2 separate regions of the Zea mays genome follow, and region 1 is linked to region 2. A link is a contact called in public Hi-C data. All regions are on one chromosome and are shown on one strand. Each heading gives the region's core, a stretch centred on a gene start, on an enhancer-like site or on the middle of the called end of the contact. The rest is flanking DNA. Distances are from core to core; before and after follow the strand shown.

Region 1 (4,338 bases), core at 1,319-3,818, 180 kb before region 2:
ATATTATCTTTAGGGAACGATAACGAGCCAGTGCGGCTTGTTATAGCTTCTTAGGATAACAAGCTATCTCTGCTCGGCTCGTTAAATAAACGAACTAAAACTTTATCTCGGCTCAGCTTGTTTAGCTTGTAAGCCAGCTCATTTAGCTCGCGAGCTAGCTTAACTATTGCAACCAATGCATAAATCCATAGACACTAGTTTATTCTATGCATACATCATGACAAATAAATAAATAAGTCTAATGCACGGTATACATCATTTCTAGACTTCAATCTCCTGCGTATAACATAAAGCTAAGCCAAATTGTTACTGGTTTAGGCTGTCAAACTACAAAGTACATGGCTCATTTAGCCCGTGAGCTAGTTTGCGAGCCAGCTCGAGCTAACTCATTAACTTAATGATCTAAAATTCTAGCTTGACTCGTTAAGAAAAGTAAACAAGTCGAGCGAGCTAACGAGAGACTATTTTTCGTCTAGCCCTAATTATATTATTTTAAGTATCAGTTGAAATGTTGAGCTTGACCATATTGGTCCCTTTCTTCGCATGTCAAGAACGGAGAACACATTGGTTGCTTCAAGTAGTATATCGGCTACCTTGAGAGGTCACGCCTGGACATTACATAAGCTGTATTAATCACCTCGGAGGAGTGTTTAGAAAGGCCTGATGAAGATAGGGGAAAAAATCTGTTCAGAGGCTTATGGTGATAGAGAATTTGCTGAAAATAAACATGCAACCAGTGAACAAACTTTGAAGCTTAAGAAACAAGAGCTTAACTATCAGTAAACACTAATGCAAAAACAACATATACCTGCTGGCAATACTAGAAAAGATCCATCAGGTGACCATGCCAACCTTCGGAAGAAAGATGGTAGTGTCTCATCATGAAACAAATGAGATTTGGTTGGTGGCTGCAAGACAAAAAGGATTATATATTGCTATGTTAAACTCAGCATGCATTCATTCAGATGCTGTAGCAATGAGTGGAGAGCAAAAACCCACCTTAGATTCATCATGATTCTGGTATTCTACCTTCACTAGTGTATGCTGGCAAACAAAGTTCAACCTCTCCGCGTTCTTGGATTTGCCCTGAGGCTTTTTTGCATATATTTTACAGGTTCTGTCAGAACTCAGTGAAGCAATATACTGGCCCAAAGGATCCCATGCCACACCCTGAACATAATGCAGATGTCCCTCTAGCTTTTGTTGCACTGTGCCTGAGAAAAAATCGGATATCAGGCATAAAAGTTACGATAGAATTCATGCTGCTGCAAATAACGGATCGCATACTGTAGTGGGAGTCACCTTTACTAGCTTCCCAAATTATGCAAGTGTTGTCGACTGATGCAGAAACAAGAAATGTGCTGTCATGCGACCACTGAAGGTCAAGAACATCCTTGTGATGGAATCTGTGAATGAAACAAAAAAGGCAGGTTACCACTTAGCAAGCCTCCAAAGAAGTGGGCCGGTTTGCGCGGGGGGGGGGGGGGGGGGGGGGGGGGGGGGTCTATTTCAGTGAGCAGAACTCACAGTAACGTCTTGTGAATTTTCCATGCCTCGCCGTCGTCAGCGGGATGCAGTTTCCAGAGGGTGATGCCGCCACCTGTCCATCACATTATGAATCATATTGTTTCGGTGCAATGAATATTGGCCAAACTAATTAATTTCACTTTATATGATTATCAAAAGGCAACTCCATTTTACAATGATTAGCAAAAAAACTCGTTCCATTTTAGGATGGTTGGGAAAAACTAATTATGACTTGGCATATAATCCTAGATGCCAAATTGAGCGTACCATCAGCACCGGAGGCGAGATACTCCCCTGCAGCAGGAAAGAGAGTCAGTCAGTTACATATGCGCAGAGACTGAAGGAGACTTTACATGTCTCTGTTGTATGTATAGGGCTGAAAGCCAGGGACAGGACAGAAGATCAGAAATGGGTGTACCTGAAGGGGAGAACCGGAGGACGTTGACCGCGGAGCTGTGGGCGGTGGTGTTGGGGACCAGGCCGGTCTTGAAGGTGGCGGTGGGGAGCTTGCCGTCCGACGCTACCTCCCAGATCTGCGATCCCGGAACCAGTCACGGAACGAAGACGCCGAAATGGGGGAGGGGGGGGGGGGGGGGGCGGGGGGCAAATCTCGAATCAGCGAGAGATAGAGCAATGGCGGTGGAGGAGAGGAGAGGAGAGGGGCGGGTGGCAACCAACCTTGACGTCGTGGTCCGCTCCGGCTGTGGCGAGGCGGCGGGAGACGGGGTGGAAGTCGAGGCTGAGCACCGGCTGCTGGTCGTGCCAGTTGATCTGCAGCGTCCCGCCCCGCATCTTGTGGAGTGGTGGTGGATGGGGCTCCGCCGATCGGGCGTTCCACCTCAGCGGATCTCTCCTCCTCCGCTAGCGCTAGCCCGCTGCCTTCGCCTCCAATCCCCCTCTCTCTCACACACACACACTACACACTCTCTCTCTCTCTCTCTAGGGTTTGGATTGGGGGGAAGGGAAACGGCCAGCGGCGGGAAGTAGAGGGGACTGCGCGCGCGCCTCTCGCTCTGTTGCCGCGCCCTTGTAAGTTTTCTTTTGGATTCTGGCGCTGGAAGCGAGATCTGGGCCGAACCTTGAGTAGGCTAATCGGCGGCCCAGTTACTTTATGTGCGTGGGTTGGGCGGGTTTCTTAAGATTGGACGCGGTTTATGGGCCGAGCTACAGACCAAACAGGCCCAATCAGTAACTCTAGTTGACAGCAACACTAGGTGAGTGCCCGTGCGTTGCAACGAAGACATATAATACCATGATAACTTATATATAAATAGGTATGTGTCCGTGCGTTGCCACGAGGTGGGGAGCATGGAGAGCGACGTCTAGGCTACAAATATTGTATGTACCATATTGTTAGGTTTGTTCTTCAGTCCTCTCTTAGGATTCCAGTAAACGAGACATTAGCAGGCAACAACCGGTCAGAAGTCAAATCCACTAATCTTAAATTCTCAATCACATATAGGGTGGTAACGAGCTATAAATTTTACACTATAAAATTAAGGATCAGATCGGATCAGAATCATGTTTTATTTTTATTCACTTTTGAACTAAAATTAATTAAAGGGTTCAAACAAATTGTGAAAAGACATAATCCATCACCACTCCTAATCATATCTCACGAACCATCACCATTCAAGTGCAGAACGCCAAGATGGCACTTGAGGAGTGATGAGATCACAACACGTGACTCCCCGGGCCCAAAAGCCCAATAAAACCTTCTCATCACAACAAATCCCCAAATTGTCTCTAGGAATTCACCAGCAAGGGAGATTACAAACCAACACTTGGCCACATGAATGAATGCCCTCAAGGCTCTATCTGATGTAGAGTCCAAGCAAAGCAGATAAAAGTATAAGGCCATGCATTCTAGCTACAGCTAGGAAGCAAGGCACTGACCTGTTAGAATTAGAAAAATATTTAACAGCAATAAGCACAACAAATGCAGGCATCATTTTGCTTTTCAGGTACTACACCACACGGACAGAGGAAAAATAAAAAGGTTATTATACACATGATTACACCTGCAAACCTCAAATCAATCTATCACTGTTCCCTTAGCACCACAAATCATGATCAAGGATAAGTTCGATCCAAGCATCATTCTAGCTTTTTACGGATCTACAATGATTTTACACCTCATGATCATGCTCATGCTCATGCCGATACACCCAAAAATATAATTCTAAGATATTTCTAAGAAAAAAAATATGTATGTTTAGGAGAACAAATGGGGGGCTAAGGTTTTCCTGAGCTGTGTGGCTAATGACATGTATAGATGCGGGACCGATCCTTGTTTCAACACGGTTGTCCAAAGGCAAATGATTAGTTGCGAAACTGCTTAGCTACCCTGCAAAAACAGATCAACCAGTACAGAAACACGTTGTTTTAGGCCAACTGAGGAGTTCCTAGAGTTTTGCAACAAATCACCCGCTAACAAAATGGTTGTCTTTATGTCAGTTTTTGCGCATTGCGCTTCTCAACCATCTGCTGTGAATCCAAACACCCCCGGCTGGCTATTTTTGTCTCATCTAGCATGCATGCAGACAATCTATGACCCCAGGTATTGCTTGTTCATCAAGGACCATACAACCTATGTCATTAACACCAGCTGTGTAAAAAAAGCAAATAGTATTATCGAGAACGAACCACGACTGCTACCTAAGTTCAAGTAGAAAACAAGCACCAGTCATATGCCTATGTATGTAAGCGAAATTAGTAGAACTTCATTTCTACGGATATGTCAAAATCTCTTCCACCTTGACTCTAGAGCTTGAATAGCCCATGCTTCATCTTCTGTGGCGGGCACTGAAA
Region 2 (4,493 bases), core at 1,426-3,925:
AAACACTAGATACATTCATAGTCATTACCCTGAAAATACATTCATAACTCAAGTGCATAAAAATAACTGCTTAAAACCAAGAAACTATTTCATACTCCATTAACAAATAATAAATCAGTAGTAGAGATCTAAAAATAGCACAGCAAACATGCTACATACCTAAACATGCTTGTGATCAGCATTCCAACAAAGATGATATTCACAGGCAACCAAACTTTGATTAGATTCCATGTCAATGGTTCAGTTGGAACAGCACCGGACAGGGATAGTGTAGAAACTATAGTCACTGATACAATGTTCTGCAGTAACAGAACATGAAAAAGATGCTTTAAGGCAGGCACACAACTGTGTTGCATGAGAAATGGAAAGTAAGCACCAGTAGTATACCTGGTATAACATCAAAAATACTGGCGCATTGAAAGCATAGCCAGATAAAACAAATTTGTTGACTAAAATCATGCTGCATGATGATACACAGTAAGCCAGACCAGATAGGAGAGCCTGATTCTGAATCTTTGGGAGCCTGAGTAACTGTGCAGAGCTTTCCCTTTCTTTTGAGGACTTACCATCTTCCAAGTCGTTGTCATCAACACAGAAGGACCTTGCCAATGATCTAGAGAACATGATACTTCATTATTATATCCAGAAATATAGCAGACTGTGTTAACTTGCAGAGCAGTTGCTGCAGCTGCAGAGACCTTTCATTAGATAGACAAGATCATGTTTGTGAAAGTTTTTCCAGTTATAACCATATGTGGAGACATTTTCATTCAGAAAGAATGATAGAGAAGGTCAGTGTTTATGGAGTTATTACAAGTTTCTAAGTTTTAACAATTATCTATGGTGAAGGTGAAGTAAACATTGAGATCCTATGGGAATGAATAAAAGAAAAAAGAACAAATCACACCAATCAAGAGTTGCATTACTCGCGTACATGCCTGTTTCCAATTTCTCTCCTCACAGGACTTGCAAGTGCAGTGAACCCTGCATTCTGATTCGGAAAGAGACCCTTTTCACCATTCACAAGAGGGCTACTAACACTCCCTGATACAATTCTCCTAGGAGAGGCCTCAGAATCTGCAGGAACATCTAACTGAAGGACTCTACACGACAGAAGAGAATGGTTGTAAGTTGTAACCAATAGTAATCAAATTTGTTTGCAGAAAGCCTGCATCATCACACAGCATTGTGTTAACACTGAACCATATTAGCTAAAATTTGAAAATAAGGATCAAGTCAAACCAAAATTCGAACATAATGATCAAGCTAAATACTGAAACAGCTGACATTGAGCCCAGAAAATATCTATATGCTTCGAGTTTGAATCATCAAACTATTCTAAAACTTATACAAAAGAATAGGTGTGCACCTGATTTCCTATATGGGCAGTTTAAGCTGTTTATCTCTGAAACTAAAAGGAGGCATGAGCATGACCGATTCCCATTTTGCTAGTCACTGGCTTTCAATCCATTAATTTACCAGATTCTGATGTTGACTCTGATGTTACTCTCATAAAGGAGCATGGTTAAACATTCCTAATCCTAACTGCAGCCATCGGTCTCAAGTTGTCAACAATTAGTGGTAATCAATTACCAAGACAGTTAGTAATATCCTCAAGTGGAAGCAGGTGGTAGTAACATGTAAAGATGCAGACAAATACTGTAGTAGTAAGTAGTAACCTTGAGTTCAGAGCAGTTATTATCAAACAATTAGCTAGTAGTAAGGCGCTTCCATGTGTTTGCACGCACAGTCCAATTTGACTGCATACAAGTATTCCAAGTGTACCAAAAATCGAAGCCATTGCTTCCTCTGTTCTCAGTTACTACTATAAGAGATTCTATTTGCACTATAAGAGGTACGGGACCGTACTATGCCATGAAACAGAACAAAACGTGCAAGAGCAAGCAACAGAACGTGCAACTTGTGGGAGGCCGCTGGTCAGCTCAGCTGCAATCGGTTGTCGTTTTTACGTGGGAAGGTAGAATCTATTTGCACCACCTGAGGGTCTGAGGTGAATCCGAGATCACAATCACACACACGGAACTAAAAATTTGACTCGCCTGCTGTTCCTTGCAGACAAACAGCGGGAAGCACGGTTAGCACAAGGCACGAGTAGTCCGGGTCTGGAGCGAAGAAAGCGAAGCCGAGCGAGGAGCTACATACCTAACAGCATGCAGGCTGCAGGGTGCAGCATCCCCCAGCTGAAACGGAACCAGCAAGTTACCTGATCGGAAGCAACGCGCGGAAACGGGCGCACGGGGATGGCTACGATACGGGCACGTGCGCCCGCGAGAGGTTGAGCAGGAGGCGTAGCAGGCTGGCGGGGAAGGAAGGGCTGGGCCACGTGGTGGTAGGGGAGGGGATGGGAGGGGAGGGGAAGAGGGAGGGAGGTCTATCGGGTGCTGACCTGGAGCCCATGGCAGCGGGGCGGAGCCGGCGTGGGGAGCGCGCGCCGGAGGCGTCCCCGTGGCGCGTGCGACGGCTCAAAACGGCCGCGCCGTGGAGGTGGTCGACGAAATGTCGCGGCGAGCCGGGGGCGAGGGCGGCGGAGGCGCCCGGAAGGCCGGAACGGGCAGGGCGGCAGGAGACGACGACGACTCGGAACTAACGCGGGCCGCTTCACCTTCGCTTTGGATTTTTGGAATGCTAGTACTATCCCAGAGTACGGTTCTGAGACTGCGACGCGGATCCCACATGGCGAGGGCTCTTGTCCAACTCAGCTCGACTCGCTGGCTTAAGTCATTGACTCAGAGTATTGAGCAGTTCTGCCCCTGAGTCGTGGGACCAACAAGTGTGTCTGGCCCATGTGGCAGTTGAGGCGAAAAAGACTGGAACGTCATAGCCCTGCTTCAGCTGCTGGGCTTCGTACAAAACTCATTCATCGGTTTGACCACAACAAATAATTCAAAACGTCAAATTGCTAAGCAGCCTTCTGCGTGACCGGACCGGAGTTTGACCGTGCTTCCTCCTCCCTTCCTCGCTTTGAATCGTTCTCCCGTTCATATTTAGGGCTTGTTTGTTTGAAACAGTTATAGATTAAATAATAACTTCATTTCACAAATAATTAACAAAAGCGAAAGGACAGAGAATTTACCAAAATTTCCACCGTTTCTTTTTTCCCCTAAAAAGGAGAGGAGTACTGATTGGAAGGCATCATTTCAAGAATTGCACGGTTTTCAGTTTCAGCCTTATGAAACAACTTCGACAAATTGATAAGGAAGGGTTTAAAATTGTTTAGCTTGCATATAGACTTTAGCTTTTATAATACAATTAATTTGTACGAGTTTTCTTAATTAACGAGCGCAGAAATAGACATAAATTGTAGGTCATTTAACCAATGATATTATGGTAATTTTATACAACTTCATGAGGAGGTATTAAAACAATGTTTTTGAAAAACACCCTTTAAAAAGCTTTGAAAATTTCATGAAACTGGCTTCTAATTTCAGTTTTTTTAAGCTAGAGCTCGTAGACCTATACGCCTCTACATGTTTGATAGATACAGTTGAAATAGATATGAAAATTTTTAAACGAAACTCTCCTAAACAGGGCCTTAACTTCTCAATGCTACCTGGGCTGGGCCACGTCGCGTATATGGGCCGATCCGTCTGTGCCTTCCTGCGCCGTTTGCTTCGTGCCGCTGGATCAGCAACGGAGGGCATCGGGCGGAGTATGTCCCTCTCAGCCACGCTGCCACGGTCCACGGAGGAATCGAACCGTCTAGACTGTAGCCCTTAATCGAAACCGTCCCCAACCCTTCTTCCTCCACGCTCTCGTCTCCGCCGCGCTAGGAACTTCCAACTCCCAAGCCCAGCCGCCTGCCTAGGGTTAAGGTCGCCCCTCCGCCCCCTCGCTCCGCTCGTGACCGGCAGGGTTCGTCGCCGCCGTTGGATATGTCGCGGACGCTGGTGCAGCCGGTGGGGCAGAAGCGCCTCACCAACGTGGCTGTGGTGCGGCTGCGCAAGCACGGCCAGCGCTTCGAGATCGCCTGCTTCCCAAACAAGGTGCTCTCGTGGCGCTCCCGCGTCGAGAAGGACATCGACGAGGTGCTCCAGTCCCACACCGTCTACTCCAACGTCTCCAAGGGCATCCTCGCCAACTCCAAGGAACTCGCCAAGGCCTTCGGCACCGACGACCTTACCCAAATCTGCATCGAGGTACATCTTCTTCTCCAAACCCCATTCAATCCACAATCCGCAGAAGCACTAGACGCGCCTCGCTGCTGCTTTGCTTCCTCAGATTCTGGAGAAAGGGGAACTCCAGGTCTCCGGCAAGGAGAGGGAGGCGCAGCTCTCCAGCCAGTTCCGCGACATCGCAACTATTGTCATGGAGAAGACCATCAACCCAGAGACCCGCCGCCCCTACACCATCACCATGATCGAGCGCCTCATGCACGAGATACACTTCGCCGTCGACCCAAACCTCACCTCCAAGGAACAGGTACCTAAGACGACGTCTGATGCCTAACTTCTGGGATAATGACCGCTACTGGA

The links. A called contact is a pair of places that touch in the nucleus more often than the background predicts.
Region 1: a Hi-C map of tassel shows a contact between it and region 2, with 4 times the contacts expected there. The contact joins the promoter of LOC100194325 here to the promoter of LOC109940308 in region 2. A contact is called at or near these places in 4 of 25 Hi-C or Micro-C datasets (ear, leaf and tassel).

Annotation. Positions count from the first base shown.
Region 1 is chr6:7,262,633-7,266,970 of Zm-B73-REFERENCE-NAM-5.0, reverse strand. It overlaps LOC100194325 (chromatin assembly factor 1 subunit B), which reads right to left and starts at 2,568. Exons shown (of 13, transcript NM_001139363.1): 1 at 2,206-2,568; 2 at 1,946-2,060; 3 at 1,795-1,821; 4 at 1,528-1,600; 5 at 1,303-1,406; 6 at 1,000-1,214; 7 at 809-908; 8 at 594-660. The coding sequence starts at 2,319.
Region 2 is chr6:7,082,133-7,086,625 of Zm-B73-REFERENCE-NAM-5.0, reverse strand. LOC109940308 (GDP-mannose transporter GONST1) reads right to left here and starts at 2,675. Exons shown (of 10, transcript XM_020539750.2): 1 at 2,408-2,675; 2 at 939-1,103; 3 at 388-613; 4 at 160-299. The coding sequence starts at 2,418. It overlaps LOC100282435, which reads left to right and starts at 3,721. Exons shown (of 5, transcript NM_001352121.1): 1 at 3,721-4,157; 2 at 4,240-4,440. The coding sequence starts at 3,894.